Linked DNA regions of Mus musculus: all the other regions are linked to region 2. Evidence: chromatin contacts called from public HiChIP or PLAC-seq and promoter capture Hi-C data. All regions are on one chromosome and are shown on one strand. The core of a region is the stretch at or near the end of the contact, and the rest is flanking DNA. Distances in the headings are between cores, read along the strand shown. Region 1 holds the start of Slc30a2 (solute carrier family 30 (zinc transporter), member 2). Region 2 holds the start of Paqr7 (progestin and adipoQ receptor family member VII). Region 3 has its middle 29 kb from the start of Man1c1. Region 4 holds the start of Zfp593 (zinc finger protein 593).

Region 1 (7,330 bases), core at 1,712-4,211, 150 kb before region 2:
TAACACACTGTCACAGTCTTTTTTTTTTTTTTTTTGGTTTTTGAGACAGGGTTTCTCTGTGTAGCCCTGGCTGTCCTGGAACTCATTTTGTAGACCAGGCTGGCCTCGAACTCAGAAATCCGCCTGCCTCTGCCTCCCGAGTGCTGGGATTAAAGGCGTGCGCCACCACGTCCAGCACACTGTCACAATCTTTCTCCCTAAGTAAGATATGACAGCAATCTGTGGTTATTCTATAGAGACTCCCTCAAACAGCACTTGCTGCCTCTCACCTAATTCATGTTTACAGGACCAGGGACTGGACTAAGGACTTTGTGCCTAGTCGGGGTCCTCTACCACCAAGCTCACACCCCAGTCCTTTTTCACTTTGGAACAGGGTCCCAGTAAATTGCCCAGGCTAGCCTTTTGCCCAAGGCTCCTAAACTGTTGGATTGCAAGCCCGTGTGACCTTGTCAGGGTCTCCTGTGTGTTTCAATTTAACTTCATAGGTGTTAAATGCCCACCTAGGTACTCAGTCCTGAACCAAGCTGACCAGGTGTCTTCCTTATGGTTTTAGTACAAACCATCACACCAGGGGAGGAGAGTTCTTGTCCCTGCTCCCCCATCAGCTGAATTCCAGGCTTATGCACCCAGAAATACTTGTTTCTTCTGTTCCCACTTCTCTAACTGAGAGGATTTGGTATGGGTTTCTTTTCATTATTGTTTGTCTTTTTGAGACAGGGCCTGCAAGTCGTAAGTACCCCAGGCTGGCCTCAAAGTAGCCATAAAGCCAAAGGGGACCTTGAACTTCTGATCCCTTTTCCCCTCCATCTCTGCAGAGGTGGGACTACAAGCATATGCCATTCCACTGGTTAATATGGTGCTGAGGCTGGAACTCGAGTCTGCATGCTACCCCAGTCCCGTCATGTCCAGACCAGTCTTTCCTCTGAGGTTTACAGTCTCATTTCTAGCCTGGGCTAGACGTGGTCATTTCTAGCCTGGGCTAACCATGGCCGTAGTGATACACATGGCCTTTCCTTCTGTAAGACCCCCGAAACTGGGGAGACCTCCGCTCAAGTCCCGGGATGAGCTGGCACCCCAATAACTCGAGAGAAAACCACACCTGATGCAAAACTGCAAGAGGCTTTGTTGTCAGCTAGCTGAGAACGAACTCCTTTTGCAGCTGTGCAGGGCAGGGGAGTTCGACCCCAAGGGGTAACAGTAGGGGGCTTTTAAAGGAAAAAGTGAGAAGTTGGGAGGAGTTTGGCTACAGCTCTTCTCTGGCAGGTGTCCTTGGTAAAATTACAAGGCATGAGGAGTGGGGAGTGAGTTGTAGCTCTTCTTTGTGGAGTTTATCTCCGTGTCCTTGGCACAGGGAGCCAGGCAAGGGCCTGGTTAGATCTTTTTACAATGATCACATCTCTGGTTGTAAGGTTTAGAAACAAAAAGGCTTTTTGCTGGCTATAGAGAACAAAGAGCTTCTTTCTGGCTGTATTTTTAGAGATCAGGGAAAACAAGCTTGGGGGAACGTTTAGGGGCTTTACCGTTCAGGGAGAAACGCTTTAAGTCGGGGTCTCACACTTCCTTCTCCCGCACTGGGCACTGGATAGGCTCCAAGGCTTTGTGCATGACTGCTCAATCCACAAACTACACCCCCAGTTATACTTTCCAAGCTGAGGTCATGAAGAATCTAGGAGATGGAGTGACTGAGTACAGAGATCATCAACCGGAAGGAGATATCTATCAGCACTGAGCTGTGGGGGGAGAGTGAATCGCAGAGCCCAATCCCCCCAAAAATAGACTGTTTGGAATACATAGGGCAAGCTGGGTATAGTGGCACATGCCTTTAATCCCAACACTGGAGAGGCAGAAACAGGTAGATCTCTACTCTAAGTTCGAGGCTAGCCTGGTCTACAGAGCATGGCCAGTTCCAGGACAGCCAGGGCTACACAGAGAACCTTGTCTCAGGGAAGGAAAAGAAAGAAAAGAAAGGAAAGAAGAGAAGAGAGGAGAGGAGAGGAGAGGAGAGGAGAGGAGAGGAGAGGAGAGGAGAGGAGAGGAGAGGAGAGGAGAGGAGAGGAGAGGAGAGGAGAGGAGAGGAGAGGAGAGGAGAGGAGAGGAGAGGAGAGAAGAGAAGAGAAGAGAAGAGAAGAGAAGAGAAGAGAAGAGAAGAGAAGAGAAGAGAAGAGAAGAGAAGAGAAGAGAAAAGTGTGGGGTGTGGTCTTCTCCGTTGAAGGTCCCACATCATCTCTTAGGAATTTGCTGGGCTTCTGGGGTACACAGTCTCCTGCAGTGTGTCTGTTCTCCCCAGATAGCATCGGTTAAAAAGACAGGACACTGTTCTTTGTAGAGACGGAGATAAAGCGGCCGATCTGGCCACTCCAGATCGCAATCAGAGAGTGCAAGGCAGGAGGAACTTTCAAAATGGGTCTGTAACTCCAACAGCCCTATTGTGGGGCACCGCCCCAGCAAGGGGGAGGCAGATCCTCTCTGGCTGCAGCCACGGGGCAAGAGCACCAGCCCCCTGTCACTCCCTTGCACCAAGAATCCAATTCCAGGAAGTCTCTCTTCCCCGCAGTAGCCCCCATCAAAGCTGCTAGTCACATCCCTACCCTAAGGGCAATCGAAGGATTTTCTTTCTTTTCTTTTTCTGAGGGTTTATTGTTGGTTGGTTTTGTTTTTTGAGACACTCTGTGTAGCCGTGAAACTTACTCTGTAGACCAGTCTGGCCTCGAACCTAGAGATCTGCCTGACTCAGCTTCCCCATTGCTGGCCTTAAATGTGTATGCCACCACGCCAGGCCGATTTTCTAGAAACTTGGATTCCAAGGCTTTTTTTTTTCTACAGGATTCCAGGAAGAGTGGGTTTTGTGGTCATCCAGTCCTAACTTAGCAACTCTAGGCAACTCTTAGCAAGTGCTTTTCTCTTTGCTCCAGGCAAAAACTTTAGGTCGCAGTCCGGCTCAGCTCCTTCGGGCTCCGGGGATGCAGGGGTCAGGTCCTGGGGGCAGAGCCGCAATTCCCTTTGCAGCCGGCCACCCTCCCCCCTCCCCGCGGGCTTTTGCACACGACGCGCGGCGGGCGGCTTCACACCAGGTGGCGAGGAGGGCCGGGGATAAAGCGGGCGGGCGCGGGGCGCAGCGGCAGGGCCGGAGCGGAAGGTGGAAGGTGACTGCGAGCTGCCATCGTCCCGCGCGCAACTTCGAGGGCGCACCGAGAGAGGCGGCATGCAGACTATGGACAAGCAGAACCTGCTGGAGAGCACGCGCGGAGCCCGGTAAGTTCAAGCCCCAAGGGGCGGGAAGCTGGGCAGCATCACACGTACCTCCTCTTTGACCATCTCGGCTGTGGTTGGTCCGAGCGGGGGCTTGAACTGGGACCCGATCCGAGGGATGGGGTGAGGCAAGAGAAAGGAAATTGGCGGCGGCCTCGTAGCCTCAGGGATCACCTGTCTCACCTGGCCAAGCACACAGTTCCTGAACGCTGCCTGCCTGTACGCCCGAGTGGGACGTAGGGTGCCTGGAACCCCGCCTTCACTCCAGCACTTTGATCCCGGGCAGCCCTGAGGTGGGGAGGCCCGGTGTCCTTGGGTGCGCTGAGCTATGGTCTTTAGCTGCTGTTTGAGCCAGAACTCTGCTCAGAGCTCTTTCTCTGAGCTCGACCGGACTGACTGCCCTTTGGCTAGTTCGCAAAGCTCTCAGCCTGGGAATGGGTGGAGGAGCAGGGGACCATCATAGAACAAGGTCCCAAGACTCACCTCCCCAATACCACACCCACCCCCCTGTAACATTGGCTGCATACCTCTGCTTACCCGCCAGCCAACGCGGGGTTCGGAGTGTTCTTACTTGTTCTGGAAACAGCAGACTAGCAATAACTCCCAGAGACTGGCCCAGTGCCCCCTCCCCCGTCTCCGGCTGAGCGGTCTCCTGTCCTTCCTCTTGCCTCCAGGTCCTTCTTAGGATCTCTGTGGAAGAGTGAAGCTAGCCGGATCCCTCCTGTGGACCTGCCCGCGGTTGAGCTGGCTGTCCAGAGCAACCATTATTGCCATGCCCAGAAGGATTCTGGAAGTCACCCTGACCCCGAGAAGCAGAGGGCCCGACGCAAACTCTATGTGGCCTCTGCCATCTGCCTGGTGTTCATGATTGGCGAAATCATTGGTAAGGCCGTGTGTGTGTGTGTGTGTGTGTGTGTGTGTGTGTGTGTGTGTGTGTGTGAATTAAGTGAAAGTTGCTGTGCACATAGGCTGAATGTTTACATTAATGCTAATGGCAGTAATAGCTACCCGTTTTATTGGTTACTTTTTCTTCTTTCTTTTTTCTTTCTTTCTTCCTTCCTTCCTTTCTTTCTATTTTTTTTTTTTTGAGCTTTCACTTTGCTTGCCTAGAACTCATATCTGTCTGTTTCTGCTTCTAGAGTGTTGGGATTAACGATATGTGACACCACAACCACCATTATTTATTTGTTTGTTTGTTCGTTTGTTTATTATTTTTCGAGACAGGGTTTCTCTGTGTAACCCTGGCTGTTATAACTCCCTTAGACCAGACTGGCTTCGAACTCAGAGACCTGCCTGTCTCTGCCTTTCATGTGCCTCTACCACCGGGCTAATTTTTTTTTTTTTTTTTAAGGCAATCACTTGGCATGGCTCTGTAGTTAAGAGCACTGGCTGCTCTTCCAGGGGACCTGGCCCTGCTTCCCCGCACCTATGTGAGGGCTCTGTCATCTGTTACTCTATCTAGCCCCAGGGAGTCGGATGCCCTCTTGTGGCTTCTGTGGGCACCAGGCATATGGTATACATACATACATGTAAGCAAAAGACATACACTTAGGTTAATAATAAAAGAGATAAGAAGAGCCCCTACTGAGGCCCTTATTTTGCTTTCCTGTCCCTAGGTGAACTTGATTTTCTGTGAATAAGATCTGAGATAAACAGCTGAGGTGCATATTTAACATAACAAAGTGAACCAGGCCTCCAGGTTCTCCCAGCCTCCTTCAGTCTCTACCTGGTAAAATCTGCCCTCCACCCTGAACTTTTCAGCCCAGGGGACTAAACAACTTCTCCCCCAAGAGGGACTGTTTCCTAAATAATCCAGACATTTTGGCACCCTGCTTTGAACTCTAACTCACTCTCTCTCTCTCTCTCTCTCTCTCTCTCTCCCACACACTTCCTTGTTCTTCCCCCTCCCCTCTATCTCCCTCTTCATGAAGACTTCCCTGGCCTCTTTCTTGGGACCAATTAACTCACCTGAGAGCCACATAAGAGGTTTCCCAATAAACCTGCCTTTAAATATACTTTAATCTGCTTGAATTAGCTCATTTTCCCATGGAGAAATGACTTTTCTTTCTTCCCTTTTATTTTCCTTGAATTTTTTTTTTTTTTTTAATTAGATGGGATTTCTCTGTAGCCCTGGCTGTCCTGGAACTCACACTCTTTTAGACCAGGCTGGCCTTGAACTCCTAGAGATCCACCTACCTCTGCTTCCCGAGTGCTGGGTTTAACGGTTTCCCCACCACCAGCATTACACACACACAGACAGACACAGACAGGGTTCCTCTGTGTAGCCCCGGGGCTGGCTTGGAACTTGCTCAGTAGCCCATGCTTGCCTCAGCTCAGTGCCTTCCCTGTCTCTCTGCTGGGATGAAAGGTGTGCTCCACTACAGCCTGTGAGAACTCCATCCACAGGCGCAAGAGTGGAGGTCAGGTGCCCATGTTGTACAACTGAGAGACTCAGAGACCTTGAACCCAATTTGGCTCATCTTCTAGGGTGTGTGGGCTCTTCGCTGTACACAGCTAGGGGAGCTGGCTCTTTTGGGGAACCTCAGGGTCCTGAATCTCGATGTTGCAGGTGGGTACCTGGCACAGAGCCTGGCCATCATGACCGACGCTGCGCACCTGCTCACGGATTTTGCCAGCATGCTCATTAGCCTCTTCGCCCTCTGGGTGTCTTCCCGACCAGCCACCAAGACCATGAACTTCGGCTGGCATCGAGCCGGTAGGGATCTCAGTGGACCGGAGATGGGGGCTGATCAAGAGAAAATGTACGGGTCACGATATGATTTTGTTTGGAATTTTACATGTTTTGAGACAGTGTAGTAGTAGTCCGGGCTGGCCTTGAGCTTGTAAGTAACCAAGGCTACTTACCCATTCATTCTTGTTCCTTATGTCTCCACCTCCTGAGTCCTAAAATTCCAGGCTTGTATCCTACCCAGCTAGTCTTGGAGTTCTCTTTACAGGATCTTGCTAGGTAGCCCAGGCTGACTGTAAACCCATAGTAACTCGATGTCAGAGGCTCCCAAGAACTGGAGCTAGGCTTGCACCAACCCAAGGATGCCAAGCTAGAAGAACAAGGTCTCTTAGGGGGATCCCTGAGTAAGGCTAAGTGGAGTTCTTGCTCCTATGGAACAAGAGAGTGTCAGCCTTGGCTTCTGTTCCCTGGGAACTCCCTATCTGTCATCTGGGAGCTAGAGGTTAATGGTGAAGCCAAGTTCACCTTGCTTAGAAAGTAGTGGCTCAGAATAATGACAGTAGCATTGCCTGTCACCAGGGCTCAGCTCTGGGAGAAGGAAGAGTCGGTAAACACACTGCCTTAGCTGATAGTTCACTTCTGGGTTGGCGAAGGTATTTCCCTCTAGGGAGAGATGGCCTGGTGTCCTCAGCCTTCAATTGTCAATTGAACAAAACAAGGAACTTGGGATGGCCCAGCAGTTAACACCTGCTCCTCTTGGCTCACAACTCCAGCCTGGGGAGGGGGCTGGGGGCTGGGGGCTGGGAGAGGCAGCTCCATCTGAGTCCCCTTCTGGCCTGCTACCTTAATTAAAGTAGGTAGTGACCCTACCTTTATTTGAGAGTTGGGGCGGGGGGGGGGGGGACCTAGGCATACGCCCTTAATCCTAGCACAAGGGAGGCAGAAGCAGGTGACTCTTAACTTCAAAGCTAGCCTGATCTACATAACGTGGCCGCAAAGAAACATGAAAGGGAGGCTATCAAAGCCAGGCAGGCCCCTGCCTCATGTTCTCGGATTAGAGATAGGCACCAGCGTGGTAGCTATGATATATATCAGTGTCCATTTCTTCCCATGTAGAGCAAATAGGGTGGGCCTAGGTAGCTCCCTCTAGCTCCGATGTACCCAGACATCGTTGGTGGGATGAGCCGGGTCTTAAGGAGCTGACAGAGAGACCCAGGCCCTGACTTTACAGTGGGAGAGCCCATCGTGGAGTGGGTAGGCCCTCCTACCCTCAGCACCCCAGGCTCAGGTTGCTGTTGTGGCTGGGCTTTCTTCCAGAGATCCTTGGAGCCTTGTTGTCCGTGCTTTCCATCTGGGTGGTGACTGGGGTGCTCGTGTACCTGGCCGTGCAGC
Region 2 (7,370 bases), core at 1,306-3,805:
TCTACAAAGTGAGTTCCAGGACAGCCAGGGCTATAGAGAAACCCTGTCTTGAAAAACCAAAAAAAAAAAAAAAACAAAACAAAAAAAAAACCTTCGCAATGGTATTTCTCCCCCCACACCCCCTGTAGTGATGTGGATGTATCCAGAAAGGGTATGCAAAATGCTCATAGTAACACAGCAGGTGCATTGCGGAGTTCATGAATATGCGACTTTGTTGGGGACATCACAGGTGCCACCTGTCCTGTCCATTCTTTCTCTCACTCTGAGCACCTTGAAGCTCTTTCCTGGTAAGTTCGAGTTCAGAGCCTGATTCCTAAGTCCTGTTGACTTCTGTTGGGGGCTTGAAGGAGGCTGGCCCTGGACTCCAATCTCACTAGAAACCTTCTTCCTAGGATCTGAGACAACGGTTGGATGACACACAGTTACCCACAAGGCCCCAGGGTCCTGAGCTTAGAGGATTCTGATGGGGAAGGGGGTGGGGTGGGGTCTGTGCTTCTGGACCATGGAGGTCTTGCTTCTCACCCAAGGGCCTGAAATGAGCTGTGGATGCGGTGTTCCCAGCGCTGCTTTCCTGCTGCCTGGGCTGGGGACAGGAGTTGCTGAGTAGCAAGACCGTGAAGGAAACACTGGGGTTACTCCATCATACCATCCCTGCACCACAAGATAAGAGCTGGCTTAGATCCAGGTCCAGTGCTAGGCGACTGGACGGCCTTGGGCAGGTCACACTCTGGAACCTGTTTCCTCAGACACAGACAAAGACGGTGACAGAGTGTGCCATAGATCAACAGCATACCTGAGAGGCCCTGCATGGAGCTGATAGGCACTGACTGGCTAACCACAGTCCTCACACAACTGCTGGGCTCTCAGAGGGTCATGGCCAAACGACTTCTCTCTTGCAGGCAAACCTCCTGAGTCACTTCCCAGAGCCGGAACCGGACATAGCTACAGCCGCCTGAGCCTGGATGCACCTTTCCCGGCTCTAGGCCTCGACTTTTCTACCCATAAAACAGTGGCCACCACATTCACCTCAAAGGAACTTTCGAGGTTTGAAGAAGGTCATAGAGAAGGCCCCATGGCTGCTCAGAGCTCGCTTCCCCACTGTGTAGAGTGGTAGACACAGAACCTGTTTCAGGGGATGGTTTAGATCAAGAGAGGTCGTCATGGCAACTGCTTGGCTCACCGCTTGCCACAGGCCAAGAACATTACATATAAACCGTGGATTTGAAAACAAACCAAGAGGGGACAGGATGTGGTGGTGTATGCCGGAGACCTCAGCCTCTGCTTCACTTGTGAGCTCCAAGCAGGAGCTGGGTGAGACTCTGCCTTTAAAAACATACAAATGAACAAAAAACATACCACCTCTGACAAAAGCCAAACCAACCGGAAACAAAGAATCAAAGCAGTGAGAGCTTGACCTTCCTGCCAAAAATAGAAGCTGAGTCCGAGGCTTCTTCTAAGTCCTTACTGTTTGTTTTGTTTTGTTTTGTTTTGTTTTGTTTAAGATGGGATGTCTTTGTTTAGCGCTGGCTTTCCTGGAACTAGCTCCATAGAGTAGGCTGGCCCAGAACCCAGAGATCCCTTGCCTCTGCCTCTGGCTCCTGAGTGCTGGGATCAAAGGCGTGTGCCACCGCTGCCACCACTGTCTGCAAAGTCTCTCATTTTTATTCATCCTATCAGGACACAGTCACCATATGTTGCCCAGGCTGCCCTTGAACTCCTGGCTTCAAATAATCCTCCTGCCTCAGTCTCCAGAGTAGTAGGCACGGGATGGCAGGCCTGTCGGCTTGCCCCATGGATTCAGGAAATGTGGGCGTTTGTCTGAATTTGTTGAATGAGAGGCCAGTCTCTCACATACAATTCTCTTAAGATAATATGCTCATCACAGTACAGAGGGAAATTTTGCAGTTTCCAAAGACCTTCATGTCCACCGTTTGACCTAAACACCTTGTCAAGTGGTACTGCCATCTCTATAACACTGAGGCCCAAAAGAGCAAGGTTTGTCCAAGGTCGCAGGGTGAGCTGGGGTAGCAACAGGCTTCAATCCTGTTAATGTGTCAGGGCTCTAGACTCAAAAGCTCAGTAAAGGACAGGGCCCTAGCCTCTACCAATCAGGCCTCTTTACTCAAGACCCGGTCTGGTACTCCATTTTTGTTAGGTATGAACACCACAGAAGGGGCAGGCACATGAGGCACTGTAAGAAAGTATTTATTGGAGGCATACCCTGCCTATAAAAACCCACTGGGCTGTTCACCTTCTCTGCTGGTCCCATACCTGGAAGATGTGACAACCAGGAGTGGTTGTTCTGACAGAGATCTAGACAAATCAGGACAGGGAAAATGTCAGAGATCACGGGATGAGACTTTGATAAGCCAGAGAGCCCAGTTTGGGACGCAGCTCCCCAGGGAGAGCGACATCTGGACTACAGTAGCCCTGTGAGGCATGAGCGGTATGTGCTGAGCTCAAGCTTGCCTCAGAGCTCTTGGGACACTCATCCGACTCTCTTGCAACTATCACAGAGCGAAGCTTGCGCTTTGGGGAAGTGGGTAAACTCTGCAGGAGTCTGCAGCCTCTTATCTGAGCCTAGGTTCTCTGGGCCTTCTATTTTCAGACTGTACTGTGGCCGCAGGAAGTCCCGGGATGCGTCGTGGAGTGACCCCTCCTGCAGTCTGAGCTTGCATAACGCCAGGCGAGAAGCTGCAGACTGGCGGAGGCGGCTGAGCTCCCGGTGCCCAGCGCCGCCCTCCGGGCTTGGGGCGTGGCCGCTACCCCTTTATCTGCGACTCCAGCGCGGGGGACGCAGCAGACAGCTCCTAGCTCTGCTCTGACCACAGGTGAGACTGCTCCTGGAGATCCCGGGGCCGGGCCGGGCTGGGCTGGGCTGGGAGTAGAGAAGTGCTCCCCCGGCACGCGGGTTGGGGGTGTGCTCCTAGCTGCATGCGTGCGGTGCCCAGTGGCGGAAGTGGGCAGGTGGCAGAAGATGGGGCGAGGCCGAAGACAGCAGGACCCTGACAGCCGGACAGTTATGTAGGGGAGCACCTCCCGGTAGGGGTGAGGAGAGGTCACCAAGGGAATTAGCCTCAAGGAGGGGACCGGAAGAAGAAACGTTTGAGGTCACCCCACCCCCGGAGGAGCAGTGGGGGGGTCACTGTAAGGGAGTGGGGAGAGCAGAAGGATTATGGGAGGACCAGAGGTAGCATGCCATGGAGAAGGAGGACCAGGGCTGGAGTAAAGCCTATGAGCTTGTGGCTTGTGGAATGGGGAGAATAATTCAGTGTCGTCTGCAGAAGTTAGGCATGGGAGACAGCCTGTGCAGCAGGATCACACCCTGGGCAGGAACAACCAACCTCACAGGCTATGTGCTGCATTCTAGGAGCGAGGTTATAATGGGACAAGAAGGAGCAGGGGTGGAAGTGTGTGTGTGTGTGTGTGTGTGTGTGTGTGTGTGTGTGTGTGTGTGTGTGTGTGTGGTATGTTTTGCAGATCCTTGTGGGGGAACCCCCAAGGAAAGCTTTAGAGAGGTGGGAGGGCTACCAGGCCAGAATATTGGATCCCTTCCCTAGCGTCAGGAAAGCCAGATTGCCCTAGATAGGAAAAGAGACAAGGCCCCACCACCACCCTCAGCCTTAACCTGGGGGATTTCCTCCTAGCAGCCCCTGAAGCCCCTTAGGCTGCCTCAGGCTATGCACTGAGAGGAGGCTTGGTGGATTCCCCAAGCTGACTGTTCTTGTTGGGTACCCGGGGACACCATGATGAAGATCTTCCCTTTCAGGGTACTCCTTGGAACCGTGGGAGTGTCTGAACTTTGGGGGAAAATGTCCTTAACATTTCCATTCTGATCACGTTACTGAGTACAAATGGAGACCCACAATGCAGTGTGAAACACCAATAGTTTCTTGTTCAGTCCTGGAAGACGCGGAGGTAGCCTTTTCTTTAAATTGGTTGAGCTGAATTGGAGAATTGGTTTGCAAAGGGGGAGGCGACCTGGTTGCTGAGAGACCCGAAAGCCTGCCAGAGCTTGTCCCGTCTACGTTTACCCACACTGGGTGCCCAGAAGTTGCCTGGAGCCTTGCTTCTGGAGTTAGTTTTAGACAAATGTCGGCATTATCGTTCCTCTGGGCCTGGATCACCAGATGCAATGGGGGTGGAAGTTATGCAGAAACATGGGAAAGTAGCTACTGTAGGTGACTGATGGAGCCTCTAAGCAATGCCACTTGGGGTCCTCCATGGCTTGTCTTTCCCTCAGGACCCCTCTGGAGGTTTTGCCTCCCAGTCACAATATGAACTCTGACTATACTTCTTACTGCTATTCTTTTATCTTTTGTAGATAGGAGTCTTGGCAGCTTTCCCACATGGGCCTTGAACGCCTGAGTTCAAGTGATTTTTCCTTCTGTCTCCAAGTGACTATTAACTTAATTTTGATGCAGGATCTTCGTATGTAGGCCAGGCTGGCTTCAGGTAGCCCTCCCACCTCAGCTCCAAATTGCTAGGGCCATTTCTCTCTCTCTCTCTCTCTCTCTCTCTCTCTCTCTCTCTCTCTCTCTCTCTGTCTCCTTCCTTCCCATTCTTCCTTCCTCCCTTTTCTGGTTTCTGGGAACAGGGCTTCTCTGTGTAGCTCTTGGCTATCCTGGAAAAAACACCTCTATAGACCAAACTAGCCTCAAACTCAGGAACTCAGAAATCTGCCTGTCTCTGTCTCCAGAGTGCATGGACCACCACTCTCTGGCCAAAGGTTATTTATTTCTTAACAGGATTATAGAAACATGAAAAATTTGGTGTGTATGATGGTACACACCTGCAATCCCAGCACTCGGGAGGCAGAGGCAGAGAGGCAGAGAGGCAGAGAGGCAGAGAGGCAGAGAGAGGCAGAGAGAGGCAGAGAGAGGCAGAGAGGCAGAGAGGCAGAGAGGCAGAGAGGCAGAGAGGCAGAGGCAGAGGCAATCACGATTTGAAGGCCAGTCTGAGCAACACGGTGACATCCTGTCTGAAAAGGACAAAGAGGGCTGAGCCAGTAAAGTGCTTGCTGAGTTAGTATGAGGAACTGAGTATGGCCCTCCAGCACTCACATGGAAAACCTGACCCACCAGGGCTGCGGTGGAGCTTAGGGGACTCGTCAGCCAATCCGTCTAGCCCAGCTGATGAGCTCCAAGTTTGAGGAGAGACCCTGCCTCAAATTAAAGTGGAGCATGGTAGAGGTCCTAACAGGTCCCCACAGAACCTCACACATGGGCATGCATCCACGTGTGCACACCCACAGAAAAAGAAACACAGATGGAAGAAAGCAAGGAAAGATGAATGAATAAATGAGAAAAAAAAACGAAGGGAGAAGAGACATTTGTACATTGTGTGATTTCTGAATCCTGGTTTTATTCTCTTTACCTAATGAGGCCAAACCTTGTTCTCCATGGTGAGATAAAATAATCTTTAAGAGAACACGCTGAACAGTCCGGATAGACAAAACAACAACGAGTAGTTTGCGTGGCCAGGACAGGAAGAAGCAAAGGCATGACCCAGCCCGCTGACCATGGTTGTTTTGTGAGGCCTGAGGCATCTGAGAGCAGGGGAATACACCAGGCCGATTCATTAGCTCTGTTCTGCAGGCCTAAAATACTGATGGAAAGTCACAGGGCCTCAGGACCCTTTCAAGTAGGTGGATTCACTTTTCCCCCTTAAAAAGGGGGCCATCGTGCAAGGAACTTCTCCAAGCCACCCAGAGCTTATGTGGTTGAGCAAGAAAATCCCAAGAAAAGTAGTAGGGCCAGGGGCTGGAGAGATGATCAGCAGGTAAGAACACTGACTGCTCTTCTGAAGGTCCTGAGTTCAAATCCCAACAACCACATGGTGGTTCACAACCATCCGTAATGAGATCTGATGCCCTCTTCTGGTGTGTCTAAAGATAGTTACATATAATATACTTACATATAAGCTACTTACATATAATAATAAATAAATCTTAAAAGAAAAAAGTAGCCGGGCAGTAGTGGTGCACGCCTTTAATCCCAGCACTTGGGAGGCAGAGGCAGGCGGATTTCTGAGTTCAAAGCTAGCCTGGTCTACAGAGTGAGTTCCAGGACAGCCAGGGCTACACAGAGAAACCCTATCTCGGAAAACCAGAAAACAAAAAAGTATAGCCAAAGCCAGAGGCAACACTAAGCATTGAACCATGACAGCTTTTTCAAGAGCCCCATGGTAGCTCTTTTAGCCTCCCAGGAAACCAGCTCAGAGAGGTAAAGGAAGTCTCAGGAAGTTACCAAGCTAGTAAGTTCCAGACTTCAGATTCCAGGCCCACACAAAGCCCAGACTTTGGGCTTCTTTGGAGTTGAGTTGTAGCCATCTACCCTTTAGATGGTGGCCCTGTCTTTCTCTAGGTTGACCTCTGGCTTGCTTCTCTTCACAGGCATCTGTGTGGGTGAGGTAGCAGAGCGGGGACACCCATCATCCCCTGTGTGCCCTGATCTGTGGGGTGGCCTGGTGGCTCAAGGTTAGTAGGCACTGGGAGAAAACTCAGTGCAGAGGGCCCAGGCTCACTCTCTCCACTTTCTCCAGATGACCCACAGCCAGGGGGAGGTACCACCAAGGGGTGTGTGACCTCCGGGAGGAATTGAGGTTGATAAACATTGGACGAAAAGGTGAAGAGGGTGACCCAGAGTCTAGGAAAAGGGGAGCATGAGTTAGGCCTGGAGAAGAGGGATGGGGGACCGGAATTCTGGCTTCTCTTGGCAACCTATTCTTTTTTTAAAGATGTATTTTATTTTATGTGTGTTTCTGCATATGGGGTTGTGCACATATGAGTGCAGATGCCAAAAGAGTTTAGAAGATGATATCAGATTCCCCCTGGAGCTGGAATTGCAGGTAGTTGTAAGCCTGTGGGTACTGGGAACCAAACTCAGATCCTGTGTGAGCATTGCACACTCTTGGCTACTAAAGCATCTCTCCAGCCCACGGCGGTGTATCTTTTGGATTGCTTATAGTTTGCCCTCTGGTGTCCTCTAGCTCCATGATAGGGCAGCTGGGTTAAGACTACTTCCCTGGGTAAGTCACTTGCCAGCTACCTTTTCTGGGTCTGCGAGCAAGTGCCAATTTTCAGAATTCAGTTTCCTCCTGCAATCCGGTAGGTTTGTTCTGAATGATCCTTGCTGAGAACAACTTAATTATTAAATAGGTCAGTGTCTTCAGGAGTGCAAACTCTAACCAGACTTCCCTGGTCCTTAGATGTGTCCCCAAAGATCAGGTAAATGTTTCATGGGACAGTCGACCACTTCCCTCCCCAAGACGGGGGTCTAATGTAGCCCAGGCTGGCCTTGTACTTGCTACATAGCCAAAGATGACCCTCAACATCCGATCCTCCTAAGTGCTGAGATTATAGGTTGGTG
Region 3 (7,380 bases), core at 3,978-6,477, 240 kb after region 2:
TCTCAGGCAAATCACCTCACCTCTCTGAGCAAGATGCAAACCTCCATCTATGGGGGAGACGACCTCTGGCATCATTTCCTCTTGTATCTGTGAGATAAGGGGAAGCAGAGGCGAAGTGGTCTGCAAGCGCTAGTGGGGCTGCCATCACACACACACACACACACACACACACACTCCTTCTCCTCCTGGTTTGCCCTGCAGAAGCCAATCATTCATATTAATTCTGAAGTAATGTTGGGACTACTGGTTGGGATTATGGGATGGGCAGGAGAAGGGGTGTCCCTTTGCTTCTTGAATGGATAATGAGGATCAGAGGCATAGCGGAGTATTTATGCGGATGGGGTGTGGCTCAGTAGTTGAATACATGCAAAGCCCTGGGTTTCATGCCCCGCACAAGAACATTGCTAAGCCATCAGACTGGGGCAGCAGGACGCTCCTTCTAGAGCTCACTGAGAGAGCAACTGACCACCCTCCCTCTCCATTTTCAAAAGACTGGGGACAGGGATTCCTCAGAGATGTGAAACTGAAGATTTTCTGTAGCCAGACTGACTACTCTGTTGGTTCTTCTTTCTTCCATTGTTGAGAAACCTTGTTGCTGTAAAGGTCGTTGTATACCATGACTGGACAGCTCCCCGAGCTCTGCACAAAAAGGAGGACTGCCGTTTTCAGCAGGGCTTCCTCTTCTCTGCCTGACCTTATCTAGGGAGCCTGACCCCCACATCCTCTATCTGAGGAACGTTACTTGGTCTTTGGTTCAACTCCCATTCTCCTGCCCTGCAGGCCTTTGGAATGCCTCTCCATGCAAATGAGGCATTCCCATGCAAATGAGGTGTTCCCAGCTCTGCAAGCCTCAGCCAAAGTTCTTTCAGCTGACACACCCCTTCTCACTTCCCGAGGTCTCTAAGCGCCCTGGAGCTATTACGCACACAGTGTTTCACTGAATGCCTTCTAAGGGACCTCGAAGCTGGATCGACATCCTGAGGTCCTGCTGATCCACCGGTTCCGCCTTCCTCTATCCTTTCCCACCCCATGTGCAGCAGGCACCTGGACAGCCCAGGGTGAGAAGTGAGACCCAGAACCACTTTCCACCTGTCTCTACCCCTTCTCTTCCACCCTTTCAACACACTAACAGGAGACAGGAGAGGATAAAAAGGATAGAGGGGAAAGGGGGTGACGTTATCTTTAAACTACTTCCTGCTGATTAGGAGCATCAAGTTCCTTTAGGCCAGTTTGATTTTCACCCAGCAGAATATCTAATTTCTTCTTCTAGTTCCTTTGCACACAACTACTTAACTAATAGCAACCAGCCAACAGCCCACCCTGCCTCTCAGGGCCCTAGCATTTATAGACCCTCTGAAGTGTCCCCAGAATTCCAAAGGTCACACAATCTCCAAAATTGTCTGTGGCTAGCAAAACCACACCCCTCTTAGAGCACAAGGCTAACTCCTAGTCAGCTGCTGTGGACAGTCTGAAGCAGCCCCATATCCCGTATCTGTGATCAAAATGAAGACATATTCCCATATGTCTGTGTTTTTCAAAAAAATCAAGATTCTCACTAGATTTTCCCACCAGCCAATCCCAGAGGTAAAGGTATCAAGAAAACAAAATGTGGGTCTCCGAAAGACCATGCAGCAGTGAAGAGCACTTCTTTTTTTTTTCCGAGACAGGGTTTCTCTGTGTAGCCCTGGCTGTCCTGGAACTCACTCTGTAGACCAGGCTGGCCTCGAACTCAAAAGTCCACCTGCCTCTGCCTCCCAAGTGCTGGGATTAAAGGTGTATGCCACCATGCCCGGCTGAAGAGCACTTCTTGCAGAGGATCCAGGTTTGATTCCCAGCACCAAAAGGGCAGCTCACAACCATCCGTTACTCCAGTTTCCAGGCACACACATGATGAAGAGACGTATAGGCAAGCAAAAATAGTCATACACATGAAATAAAGTAAATATATCTAAAAATAGATTTTTATAGAAAAAGCAAATACATTTTCCGGGGATACTGTCTGGTATGGGAGGCTGTCCCCTCCCTTGGGCAGCCTCAGAAAAGAGAAGTGTAAGAAGAGAATAGAGAACCATTGTGGTCAAAGGACAACAGCCAGCCTGGGGCCTACCATGTGCTGAGGCTCAGCAGGGGTCACAGAAAGGTGCTGAGCTCATACAGCCTCCCAACACCCACCTAAGAGGACTCCCAGCGCCCGCCCGGGAAGCATGGGGTCTTAACAGCAGGAGCCACAGGCTGGTAGCTGCAGGTAGGAGTGGGGAGGGGGAAGCAGCTAAGGAGTAACATAGGTAAACTGTGGGGGCCAGGATACCAGAGACTCCACACATGTTCTGCAATGAGCTGTCATGCTGACCCTTGCCACAGCAGGGGTCCTGGCTAAACCAGAGAGAGGAGGATGAAGGGGGGAGACATCCACACTGATCCTGGGAGGCATTACATTAAGTGGGAGAGTTACCACAGAGAATATGGTTGCATTTCCATCACAGGCCCAGGGCAGAGGAGCACACAGAAAGCAGGATAGTGTTTAGCTGCTGAAGTGAGTGACACAGACGGAGGATGCTATGGGAGTTTCTAGTGTCTGTGGTGGGGTGAATGCAGTAGGTATCACACATGTGAAGGGGATACCAGGAGACAAAGATCAAGAGAACGGACCAGAAACAATACTTGATGTCATCATTGTGACTTTCTCCCACAGTAATGTGAGAGGCCAAACCTGGAGAAAAGATGAAGGAATGCCAAGCCAAACAGCAGACAACCTCTGTCACATTGATTTCAAACTACAGCAAACCAAAGATGAAGGAAACCATCCCTGAAGTGGCCAAAGAAAACCTGTGCAAACTACTGGGGGGGGGGGCAGTGCGGGAGGGGCACACCTTTAATCCCAGCACTGGAGAGGCAGGTAGATCTCTGAGTTGGAAGCCAGCCTGGACTACAGAGTGAGTTTCAGGACAGCCAGGGCTACACAGAGAAACCCTGTCTCAAGGTTGTCTCAAGCATTCACATTTGTGTGAATTTTTAATGTGATCAAAGAAAAGGCCCCACCAACCAAGAAGTCTGCACCTCATGAACTTGCCCTTAAATATGAAAGATGGGCTGAAGAGAGAGATGCATGATGGGTAAACTGAAGTCCCAAGTCTGAATCCTCAGAACCGATGTAATGCCATGCACAGAAGTGCACCTCTGGGACCCTGGCACCCCTATGGTGAGAGGAGAAAGCCCCAGAGTTTGCAGACCAGCTAGCCTGGGCTACACAGTGCTAAAGGACAAAAAGAATCCCAGTTTCAAACAAGGTAGGAGGAAGACTGACCTCTGACCTCCACTCTCACATCACGTCAGGTGTGCAGCCACACTCACACACACAAATGTGTGCACCATGCACACACATCACACAGGCATATGCACAAAGTGAAGAAATAAGGATTTCTGCAAAAGATAAAAATAGTGGAATTTACTGCCGGTAAACCTGCCTTGCAAGAAGACTAAAGTAAGCTGTTAAAGGAACAGAGACGGTATAGGCTAGAAATGTGTGTCTCCTTAATGTAGTGAGGATTTTGGTTTCCTTATAAAAACCCAGTTATGCTATGTGATTATGTTTTGTTCTGGTCCAGGGGTTGGGGCATGGGGCTGCTTCAGATTGTCCACAGCCGCAATGATTTATCTCATGTTCTAGAAGGGACGTGATTTTTGCCAGCTGCAGATAATTTGCATTTGGCATTCTGGGGACTCTTAAGAGGGTATAAAGTCGAGAGCCTGGGACAGCTGCTGGTCTCTGCTGTTGTGATCCCTACCACTTTTGTTATTGTTGGGTTGCTGGATAGTCTGATGAAGAAGACTCGATTTGCCCCAAAGAATTCGATATCCCTAGTCATCAGGAAGTAATCTAAAAAGACCTGTGTCCCTTTCCCCTGTCACCCTCTTTCTCTCCTACCGAGTGTTGGGGGTTCGAAGGGATTTGGGTGCAGAGGAGTGGTAGACAATGGAACCCAATAACTTAATCCAAAAAAGTGCAGCTGCAGCTTAAAGACCAGCAGAGCGGGCGGAAACGTCAGTGAGCGTGAAACTGAAGCTCATTTTCCTAGCCAGGCTTGTGAGCTCAGCCTCTGAAGAGACTGGCATGGAGCTGCAGAGCAGTGGCTCCCTGGCTAAGTGTTTGCTTCTCTTCCAGAGGACCCTGGTTCAGTTCCCAGCATCCATGTCACGGGATTCAAGGAACTCCCACCCCAGCGGATCTGATGCCCTCTTCCAGACTTTGCAGGTACCCACACTCGCATGGCATGCACATGCATGCGCACACACAAATACGTACACACAAATGAAAATAAAACAATTGGTTTTTTAATGTAAATTAGAGAGGAGAAGTATACAAAATCAAACCATGCACCCCAAATAATAAGGCCAGAAGACCAAGGAAACCCCAGTTAGTGTCTGAGGGAAGAATGAAGGCACCCTCCCTCTGGACAGATAGGGAAACTAAGACCCATGGAGGTTGATGGTGCTGGGACTAGCACCCAGAGCCCAGCTCTATGGCTCAGGCCTGTGGTGAGGCATCTGGATTTTGCTGAGCGCCCCCATCCAGCTGTGCACATCTGTCAGCCTCTGTAGGATGAGACAATAACCAGGAGCAGGGGCCAAGTACTCAAAACCTCCAAGTAGAACAACGCTGGAGCCTCCAAGGGGCGGGGCTGGAGCCTCCAAGGGGCGGGGCTGGAGCCTCCAAGGGGCGGGGCTGGAGCCTCCAAGGGGCGGGCCTGGCAACCGTTTCCTGGGGCTGAGCCTGGGCCAGCAGGGCTACCCCTAGGCACTACATTCCTTTGGTCACACCTCATCCTCCGGTGGAGGGGATGGCCCCCCTGGAGGATTACCTCAGCAAGTCCTAACTCCTCGCTCAACCTCCTTCAGGATAAACCGGTTCCTCCCAGTTCTGCCGGCCCCACCCTTCATGTCTGAACCTAGTGTGCGCCCCATGGCTTCCCTACCCTCTAACCGGGAGGAAGGAGTGCTCAGAATCCTCAGTAGCCAGTGGGAGACCTTTGTACACAGAAGCTCTGGCTATGTAAGAGGAAGCTTCCCTTAACCCTTAGGAGCCTCTAGTGAGAGGGGAGATGGCCTCAGGTTCAGGGACTGACAGTCTGATGGAGGAGACCTTTGCCACCATCAGGAGGCTCTGTGAGCATGCCCAGATGTGGGTTGAGTGCGCACAGCGGCCCCAAGTTTACCGCAGTGGGCTCCAGTACCTCAATTGTGGGCGGTAGCCAGCATCCTCACACTACCACCACACCCTGAGGCAACAGGAAACACATATTCCTGCCACACCCGTGCTTCTAGTGAGAAACTGGCCTGCTGTGGCTTCCACTGTCTCCATAGGGGTCCCCTCTTGCGCTGAAACCCATGCCAAGCAGGCCCACAGTGCTTGATACCGGGCAGGCTCAGCCTGCCTCTGCCGGGCCCTGAAGTTGGTAAGGCTCCAGAAGCCTGGCTTGCAAGGACTCACGGTTACAACATTGTCCTGTTGTCACCATGCCCACCAAGCCTGGAGATAATAACAGACAAAAACACAGAGCCCTTCTCTGATCTACCACAGTGGGGAAGCCAGTAACAGCTCTTGGAATTTTGTTTTGTTTTGTATTTTCGAGACAGGGTTTCTCTGTGTAGCCCTGGCTCTCCTGGGACTCCCTCTGTAGACCAGGCTGGCCTTGAACTCAGAAATCTGCCTGCCTCTGCCTCCCAAGTGCTGGGATTAAAGGTGTGTGCCACCACTGCCAGGCTCAGCTCTTGGAATTTAAGCAGAGACCACCTCTGTGGAAATGATAACACCCGGTTTGCTGGGTTTCTAACTCTTACTATTCAGTCCCCTTTCTTAGCTGGTGAGCAGGAAGGCAGGTCTGTCTTAAGTGGGAACCTGACATTGGTCCCAGCTGGCCAGCTGTGGAAGCACACCTGTCCCTACCTCAGTTTCTCAGGCACCTCCTTCATGTCAGGGACACACAAGTGTCACACAGGGCACAGCTGAAACGACTTGTTGGTGAGCAGTAGCAGTGCCGGGCTGCCCAGCGAGCACCCCTATCCCTTACGGCCACGGTTTCCCATAAGGCACATTGTCCACGCCAGGAGCCACAACCTGTCCTCAACTCCACCTTCCCCTGAGCCAGCTTTTCCCGTAGATCCCATGAGCAACTTGGTGTCTCTTCAGTAATTTCCTTTTGTTTTCCACTAAAAAAGTTGACTTTGGAAGTTGAGGAGATGGAAGAATCAAAGATCTGTCTGGTCTAGTCAGGTCAGAGGGCGGAGAAAGCCCCACAGCACATCCAAGGGAATGTGGATCTAATGGCCCGAAGTGTGGAGTGAGTGTTGAAACAGCTAATTAAATTACATTTACTCCATTAATTAAATGGTGGCCTGTGGCCATCTGGAAGGGAAAAACCACCATCAAGGTCAGAGGCCTGAGGGCAGGGCCCAGTCCATACAGCCCATGGGGACAGGAGGTGTTTGAAGGCAGATTCTGCTTCTGTGACAAAGGGGGAGGGGGGGTGCTGCAGGAGTAGAGGGTGGAGAACAGAGAAGGGAGAGAAGAGAGTGAGAGAGGAGACAGTGAGAGAGAAGAGAGAGAGAGAAGAGAGAAGAGAGAGAGAGAAGAGAGAGAGAGAGTGAGTTAGTTCAAATCCTCAAATCCTAGCTCCAGTCTGTGCCTGGGGCCAAGAAACACTTTATATAACCAGGCTAAAAATTCTCTTGCCTTTTTCTGCCACTGGAGCGGTTTGTGGAAAGCCCAATGTAGAGTTAGATCCCTCTCCGGGGACAAATTCCAGAGGCAGCTGTGCTCAGAGCTTCTCCCTCTTCTGCCGGCTGTACACATGCACACAGCCCCGGGGCAGCCTCGGCTCTTTCTCTTATTTTATGGCCTTGTGCTGTATGGGGTACATTTGGCTGCGAGTAACAGAAACTGTGAGACCCGGAGGGAGGGAGCTGGGCTTCTGGTGCCCCACAAGTCTGCTAGGAGTTTTCTCTCATTTCTGCTGATTTCCAGCTAGGATGGTTTCAAGCAAGTGGCCCTGGAGCCAACTCTCCCTGTTTTAGAACAATTGACTGCCTGCACCCTACACCATTTGGGAGGATGTCCTCTTCTCTATAGCTTGACATAAACTCCGGCGAGCATATTGTTACCAGGCATATCAGTGAATGCTACTCCGCAGGGTCGAGAGGTGATGTGGTGCGGCTCTGGTTTCTTGTTAGAACTGGCTTCCTGATGAGAAGCACGGACCATCCACCACTGTCCAGGCGAGGGGCGGGAGATTCTGCTAACCATGCAACCAGGTCTTCCTCTATAGCTTTGTTGGCTTGGTCTCTGGGATCATCCCTGAAGCCATGCTGTAGACTGTTTCCCCT
Region 4 (7,370 bases), core at 3,605-6,104, 250 kb before region 2:
ATTGATGCACCCTAATAAAAATTTTAATGTAAGCACGTAATATATATTTTATTTCTATTTAGTCTTAAAGAATACTGACTAGCATTGGAACACCTGTGTCCAAAAGCCCAGGGCTGCAGAGCTGCAGTGTTAAGAGCCCTGACTGCTTTTCCAGGACCTGGGCTCAGTTCCTAGCACCCGCATGGCAGCTCAGCTGTCTTTGACTCTAGTTCCAGGGATTCAATAATCGCTTCTGGCCTCTGAAGTAACCAGGGATGATAATGGTACACAGTCATACATGCAGGCAAACATACATATAAAATTTTCTCTTAAAATAACAAACCAAAACCTAAGACACAAATGTGTGATAGATACGCTGAGGTACTTATTAATAAATAGCATTAGAAAAATTAAAATTAAATCTTACTTTTCAGTGGTATTAGGACATCATTTTTCTTTTTAAAGATTTATTTATATACACAGTGTTCTGCTTACATGTATGCCTGCAGGCTAGAAGAAGACACCAGATCTTACTATAGATGGTTGCTGGGAATTGAACTCAGGACCTCTGGAAGAGCAGCCAGTGCTCTAACCTCTGAGCCATTTCCCCAGCCCCAGGGCATTTTTCATCTTAAATAAAAACATAAAACTGGGCCAATGAGATTGTTCTGTCAGTAACCCTGCCTGTCCCCAAGCCTGACAGCTGACTTCAATTTCTAGGACCCACATGAAGAGCTGAATCCTACCTGTGGTTCTGTGACTGCCACACACACACCACAGCATTCATGAACCCCAAGAATTTTAGTATAATTATAGATTTTAAATATATCTAAGGAACACTAACCAAGTATAGTGGGAACACCCCTTTAACTCCAGCACTTGGGATAGGCAAGTGGATGTGAGTTTGAGACTAGCCTGGCCTACACAGTGAGCTCTAGGACAGCAGGATTACATAGACACTGCCTCGAAATAGGAGCATTAGTAGTCTGAGTGGTCTAACTCAGCACTTACTTTTTGTGGTGCTAGGAACTGAACTTCAGGCCTTACATGCTGGGCTCAGCCCTCCTCTCACAGATTAATTAGCAAACAGCTCTAAGGTAGGGAATGCAGACGTGACAGAGAAGTCTGGGTCAGCAGACGGAGAACAGGTAGTAGCCATTCGGTCATCCAAAGTCTAACAGACACAGAGGAACCTAACCAATGGCAGCTACATGACATCAGGGTCCAAGACAAAGAATGCCACCACGTGGGGTTAAGAGTAGGCTACGGGCCGGTCAGTGGTGGCGCACGCCTTTAATCCCAGCACTTGGGAGGCAGGGGTAGGCGGATTTCTGAGTTCGAGGCCAGCCTGGTCTATAGAGTGAGTTCCAGGACAGCCAGGGATACAGAGAAACCCTGTCTCGAAAAACCAAAAAACAAACAAAGTAGGCTAAGGATCAGCAGTTTTGAATCAGTTGTAAACTGGTTCTTCCTTTTCAGAGAGTCTTATGGACCCCAGATGGCTGGGGGCTCCCCGAATGTTGGAGGATGACAACCTTGACTTTCGGATCCTCCCACTGAGTACTGGGGTTATAGACATAAGACACTACATTTGGCTTATGGGGTACTTGATATGGAAGCTCAGGGCTTTACACATGCCAGGCTTGAACTCCTGACAGGCCTGTCTGCCTTTCCTTCTTAATTATACTTAAGTACACTGTAGCTGACTTCAGAAGCACCAAAAGAGGGTGTCAGATCTCAGGACCTTTGGAAGAGCAGTCAGTGCTCTTACCCACTAAGTTATCTTGCCAGCCCCTGTATTCTTTTCTTTCTTCCTTGCTTTTCTTTCTTTGTGTGTGTATATTGTTTTTATTTGTTTGAGACAGGATCTCACTACACAGCCCTGGCTGTCCTGGAACTCACTCTGTGTACCAGGCTGGCCTCGAACTCAAGAGATTTGCCTTCCTCAGCCTCCTGAGTGCTGGGATTAGAGTGTGCCATCATACCCAGCCAACACTTTTTACGTAGTTTTCCTTTCTTAGGTTTTTGTTTGTTTGTTTGTTTTGTTTTTTGGTGGTTCTGGGGATCTTTTGCAGAGCCTGCAAAGGACAGACAGACTTTCTATCACTGAACTAGAGCCCTCCCCATCACTGCACTGGAGCGTTCTTATTCTCTATTTAGATATTCCACATACTATTCTGAAAACTGTCCTTCCCCCCACCCCTTCATTTTCACAGAGAACAAAAAGCTAGGCATGCTGGCCTATACCTTTAATCTCAGCACTTTTTGTTTTTTGGATTTTGTTTTGTTTTTTCAAGACAGGGTTTCTCTGTGTAGCCCTGGCTGTCCTGGAACTCACTCTGTAGACCAGGCTGGTCTTAGACTCATAAATCCGCCTGCCTCTGCCTCCCGAGTGCTGGGATTAAAGGCGTGCGCCACCACTGCCCGGCAATCTCAGCACTCTTGAGGCAGAGGCAGGTGGATCTCTGTTGAGTTCAAGACCAGCCTGATCTACATAGCGAGTTTCAGGACAGCCAGGAGGCTATGTAGAAAAATCCTGTCTCAAAAAAAGAAAAAGCAAGAGATAACAAAATACATGCACACTGATAAATGTAGTTAAAATTTTTTAACATAACATTATAGACAGCTTAATGGCACAAGCAAACCTTTGTCACCCTCAAGCCCACAAAAGATGTTCTTGTGAGAACTCCATCTTTGGTTGGGGGGTGGAGATGAAGTGTACCCTCCCACCAAGGTAGTTGAATTTACAGAACCTCAATGGTCAAGTGGCTAACAGGTTGTATGGCCTCTTTTGCTGAATGCTCACATCCAGTTCAGACCAGGGCCGAGGGAGGCTGCCTAGTACCTGATGGATGCGGGGACTCCTGGGCACTGTCAGCCAAGACTTGGCCTACATGCCTGGCCTGGCCTCTCTGGTAAATGGGGGAGGAGCTGATATTCAGGCCTGATGCTGATCCCTCCTGACAGCTGCTCCTAAGGCTGGCAAGGCAGCAGCAGGCAGGGGGGGAGGGACCAGATTTAAAGATCCAGCCGCCCTGCCCCCTGCCAGACTTGGGTAAGCCGGCATCGGTGAGCATCCTCTGAGCATACAGTGCCCAGGCAAATAGGTCAGGGACCCCTATGCTCTGGTGTCCACTTCTTGGCACCCTGGGCGACACCCAGTCTTCATTTCTGTTCCCATTTCACAGGCCAACAGGGAGGACAGTGCCCCCACTATGAGATTTCGACGCCTGACTCCTGGCTACTTCCGGGTGCTACAGGTAAGGAAATCTACCTACCTCTTCCTCCCAACTTCCCCCAACGACACGTCTGATACCCCCAACAGTCAGGCTGTCACGTTCCCTGCTGCCTGACTAGCCGGGACCCAGATGGGCAGTGAGGCGAGAAGGATTGGGGTGGAATCTCCCTGGGGCAGAAATGGCGCCTGCATCTTCTTTACCCAGCTGCGCCATCTTATACCCTTCTTCCTGCCTAGAAGCCTCAGTTGACCCTTCACGTGCACCCTCTGTGCTCTCCCAGATGCAGGTGGCTGGGGAGCTGAAGGCAGAGCCCCGGAGTCCCCTGGTTGGGATTGTGGCTACATTGTTGGCTGTCCTCGGGTTAGGTGGCTCCTGCTATGCAGTATGGAAGATGGTGAAGCAGCGGCAACCATCACAGGCCCCGTGATGAGGCGGGTAGCCTCTCGCCCAGGCTTGGAGGTAGGCGATTCAGGGGAGGGGGCTGCAATATCCGAATCCCACTTTTTTCCCCTTGGGGATTAGTCTCAGCCATCGCTAGATCCTACTCCCAAGTTTTACGCTGTACCTAGCCAGACTCCAGCCTAGATCCAAAGAAGCAGGGGGAGGATACCCGTTCCAAAGCTGGACCTAGTAGGGAGTAGACATCTTGGCCCAGAAACCCCTGGTAAGGGAAGTTAGTATCGGAGGTGTGCCCTCTTGTCCAGGTCCTTTATTTTGGGCAGAACACCCGGAAGAGAGCATCTCCGCAAACCGGAAATCCAAAATACACACTCTCAGCTTGGCTGATGAACCACTGCCCATGGGCAGTTCCTCTGCCCTGCATCCTTAGGCCACTCAGGTGGACGTGTCCATCTCAGGGATATCAGTGGACACTTCTGTGGGCACGCCCAGCCGCTGGGGTTGAACATACGAGCCCATGCCCGCTGCCCTCTCAGCTTCTTCCTGACTGTAGGGTTCGACACTCAGCTGCTTCAGCCTGGGAAAAAGAAGAGTTGGAGATCGGAGCTCACCGAGTGCAAACCCTTCCTGCATGGCACCCATCCGCCAGTCCTCTACTGACCCCTCCATACCTTTTCTTGTGGTCTTTGGATCGGAAATGGGTCTTCAGGTTGGCTGAATCGATGAAGTACCTCCTGCAGGAATGTAGGGTGAGGGAAAGAGTGAAGGGGTGAGGTCTCTCACACCTCCCTGGCCCTAGCTCGTTCCCAGACATCGGATTCTGAACCCGAAGTGATAAGTGGCGGGTTGACCCAGGGATCCCAAGACAGAACCTTCTAGCGGCTCGCGGCCCGGACCTCGCTGCCCCTAGCTAGTACCTCAGACCCTGCTCCTCCCCAGGCTGGACTCACGCGCAAGCCAGACAGCGATGCAGGCCGCCCCCTGGCAGGTCCGGGTCGGGCTCCGCGTCCGGCTCCGGCTTGGGCCGCGGGAGCCCCTGCGGCCTCAGCTCGCGATGAATCTCATCCAGGTCCGGCCGCCGCTTCTTGGCCTTCATCTGGCGGGCTAAGGAATGTGCTCGGTGCGCGCCGGTCCGCCGAGAGCGACCCATGATCAGAGAGACACCCACACACAAGACCAAGAAACAGGGAGTAGGGAAAAGACCCACACGTGTTGGCGCTTCCGGGCCGCCCAGTGACGTCACGAGAGGCCCGCCCGGGGGCGGAGCAGGATTGGACAGACTGCCTCTGATGACGTCACGGTCGGGTTGGCCGTTTGAGCGCCCCCAGATGGTCGTCGATGATAGTGACTGGGCTCTCGCGGGGCGTGAGCGGGCTTGAGGGGAGCCGGTCCCACTATTCTGCCCGCCCCATCCTCACTTGCCGGTTTCCACACCCCGAATTTCAGTGGTAGGGGATGCTTTTAACGTCTCTGGAAGCACTGTTGCTTGTGCCATGAATAAATTACTTCATAAATGAGAATTAGTGTGGAATCATGGATGGGTCACCCAGAGATACCCCTAGGTTCTAACAAAGAGCCTTGTTCTCCTCACCTACCCCCCACTGGCGTTTCATTTTACATCTCTCCTCTGTTCTCCCTCCCCCACTCTCAAGCAAATTCCTGGGGCAAAAAGCAGAAAATTGTTTCACAAAGAATCTACCACCTAAGGGGTCTGTCCTTGAAGAGTGCTCAGCTCTTTTTACAAAAAGAGCTTTTTGTCTGTTGTTGGTTGGTTGGTTGGCTGCTTGCTTGCTTGGTTCTTCAGAACTGGGGTTGGTGTCCAGGGCTTCATATAATCCAGGCAGGCAGTCTAACAGAGGAGTTTGGGGTGGGGCACCACATCACTAGCCCAAGAGGAAATGTCCCTAGAAGAAGCCCCCCACCTTTGCTTTCTTTCTTTATGCCCAGGGAGGGCTGGCAGGAAAGGGGGAAATGACCAAGAAATGGTGCCTCTGCTCATCTTGGCCTGGTGCCTCTCAGGCTGGCCAGAGCCAGCTCCACTATATGGGGGCAGAGGACCTCAGCAATAATTAAGCATTCTGGCTCTTTGGAACCAGTTGCCAGGAAACAGGGAGTGAGGCACGTGCATCCCTGGGGAGAACAGGTTTCTAGGCCAGACCCGAAGTGAAATGGAAGCCCAGCGTGCTGACTGGAGGTCTGGGATCTTCCAACTCCAACTTATGAGGACTGGGTAGACACAGGGTGGGACCCTGATGAGGACCCAGCTAGAATGGCAGCGATCACAGGATGCATAGGTATGGCTCCTGGACTCAAGACTCCACTCAAGTGGAAAACTTTTTCTACAGCTATTGAGCCGCCATCAGTATTCCCGACTGCAGGCAGAAAAATGGACTCTCCAAAAAGCTGACTTTATTAACTTTGGCCAATTTGGGTCAAGACTTGGGGCTGAAATGGCACAAGCCTGCCCCAACCTCAGAATCCGTGGGATCAAGTTTACCTGCCTGGCACTGTGCCAGCTGGGGAGACTGGTGCATCTTTCATGAAGTCACCGGATCCCGGGGACAGGCTCTTGGTTCTTCCAAGTTTCTGGGACCAGAGCCACTGGTGCCCACTGAGCTACCAGCCTTCTGTGCCTGAGTGCCAGGACCCTTTTCCCCTGCAGCCATGAACCAAGCCTTCTGGAAAACTTACAAGTCCAAAGTGCTACAGACGCTGAGTGGAGAATCTGAAGAGAACTTGGCAGAGGAGGTGGGTACTGTCCTTATTTTCTAGGCCAGACAGACAGCCAGCCAAGGTAGGGAGCACAGAGAGCATTAAATAGTCTGGGGAAGAAGACAATTGTAGGTGGGCTTCCAAACAGCACAGCGCAGCGACAGAGATGTTCAAGAAAATGAAGGAGAGCTAGGGCCATGAGAGAAGCAGTCGCTGACTCCAAGGATCTCAGGAGCTGCCATACGAAAAAGATCGTTCCAACGCCAATATCGGCAGTAGACACAAAAGTACGTTACACTTTATACAGCTTTCTAGTGGACAAAGTTAAGCAAAAGTGGGATCCCTTGCCTGCAGAGTAGTGAGCTCCTGTTTATGGCAGTAGGGAGTGGCTCTCACCCTCTGCGGACCACAGTAGCAGCATCTGATGAAAGCCATACTTAGGCCGTACTTGGTTGTGAGAGAGAAGGCAAAAAGGACTTTGAAACTAAGACCGTTTATGTCTAGTAGTTGTGATAAATGGCAGTTACACAAATAGATGCGGCAGGGGGCAGGGACAAGCCCGGCGAGGGGGTGGATAAGCCTATGATTGGACAGGTGCGTGTCCAAGACTGGCTTCCTGTGGATGTGTCGGCAAGAGAATGCTACAATTAGTGTCTCTGTGGACAGTCCGGTGCAGATGTGAACTGGATTTAGTGAGTTTCCATACATGTGCGTTTTGAGCAGAATTCTGTACCTGCGTGCTTTCATGTGGGCATTTCCGGGGGCTACGTTTGGTTGGTAGAGAAATTTGGAGGGCTGTGCCTAGGTCTCTGTTTAGCCAGCTTCCTGCAGGAGAGGACACAGGAATGAATTGCTTAGCCTCGTGAGTGCTCTTGCCCGGGTGCCTAGACTGCACACCCGTGTGTATACAGGGGGAGAGGTCTAGCCACAAAGACGCTTGTGTGTCTGTAGTAGCACACATAGTGTGCCATTGTGCAAGGTTTCCAGTTCGTTCAGCTGTGTTTGGGAGTGGGCAGATGTAGGTGCTCAAGGGTATCTGCA

What was found. Promoter capture Hi-C pulls out the DNA fragments that hold promoters and counts their contacts. HiChIP or PLAC-seq counts read pairs in DNA pulled down with a chosen protein or histone mark.
Region 1: a contact with region 2 is called in a promoter capture Hi-C map of stem cell-derived epiblast-like cells, with 3 times the contacts expected there. The contact joins the promoter of Slc30a2 here to the promoter of Paqr7 in region 2. A contact is called at or near these places in 6 of 39 promoter capture datasets (the 3T3-L1 cell line, hippocampal neurons, macrophages and 2 more), 3 of 115 datasets of contacts at active chromatin or transcription factors (T-cell acute lymphoblastic leukemia, embryonic stem cells and neural tube) and 3 of 9 other capture datasets (adipose tissue, embryonic stem cells and pancreatic islet).
Region 3: a contact with region 2 is called in an H3K4me3 HiChIP or PLAC-seq map of bone marrow-derived macrophages, with 4 times the contacts expected there. The contact joins the enhancer-like site here to the promoter of Paqr7 in region 2. A contact is called at or near these places in 5 of 115 datasets of contacts at active chromatin or transcription factors (bone marrow-derived macrophages, embryonic hindbrain, embryonic stem cells and 1 more) and 5 of 9 other capture datasets (adipose tissue, embryonic stem cells, embryonic tail and 2 more).
Region 4: an H3K4me3 HiChIP or PLAC-seq map of bone marrow-derived macrophages shows a contact between it and region 2, with 5 times the contacts expected there. The contact joins the promoter of Zfp593 here to the promoter of Paqr7 in region 2. A contact is called at or near these places in 9 of 39 promoter capture datasets (the HPC-7 cell line, Sertoli cells, embryonic stem cells and 5 more), 11 of 484 Hi-C or Micro-C datasets (B cells, the CH12 cell line, the G1E-ER4 cell line and 7 more), 9 of 115 datasets of contacts at active chromatin or transcription factors (SST interneurons, bone marrow-derived macrophages, embryonic forebrain and 5 more) and 5 of 9 other capture datasets (adipose tissue, embryonic stem cells, liver and 2 more).

The regions. Positions count from the first base shown.
Region 1 is chr4:134,340,085-134,347,414 of GRCm38.p6, forward strand. Slc30a2 (solute carrier family 30 (zinc transporter), member 2) reads left to right here and starts at 2,962. Exons shown (of 8, transcript NM_001039677.2): 1 at 2,962-3,252; 2 at 3,924-4,132; 3 at 5,819-5,965; 4 at 7,256-7,330. The coding sequence starts at 3,203.
Region 2 is chr4:134,494,206-134,501,575 of GRCm38.p6, forward strand. It overlaps Paqr7 (progestin and adipoQ receptor family member VII), which reads left to right and starts at 2,556. Exons shown (of 2, transcript NM_027995.3): 1 at 2,556-2,831.
Region 3 is chr4:134,729,539-134,736,918 of GRCm38.p6, forward strand. No RefSeq gene overlaps it. Among named protein-coding and RNA genes, the nearest start is that of Man1c1, 29 kb to the left of the region's middle. Within about 2 kb of position 5,228, at least 248 of the 459 cell types and tissues checked have an H3K27ac peak or open chromatin away from gene starts, as enhancers often do. A contact at or near this core is called in adipose tissue, bone marrow-derived macrophages, embryonic stem cells and 2 more, where this site is marked.
Region 4 is chr4:134,240,737-134,248,106 of GRCm38.p6, forward strand. It overlaps Zfp593 (zinc finger protein 593), which reads right to left and starts at 4,855. Exons shown (of 3, transcript NM_024215.2): 1 at 4,568-4,855; 2 at 4,289-4,351; 3 at 2,570-4,194. The coding sequence starts at 4,767. The coding sequence ends at 4,053. E130218I03Rik (RIKEN cDNA E130218I03 gene) reads left to right here and starts at 3,027. Exons shown (of 5, transcript NR_040436.1): 1 at 3,027-3,086; 2 at 3,168-3,239; 3 at 3,499-3,677; 4 at 4,171-4,366; 5 at 4,687-5,137. Gm30191 (predicted gene, 30191) reads left to right here and starts at 6,212. Exons shown (of 4, transcript NM_001372229.1): 1 at 6,212-6,616. The coding sequence starts at 6,527.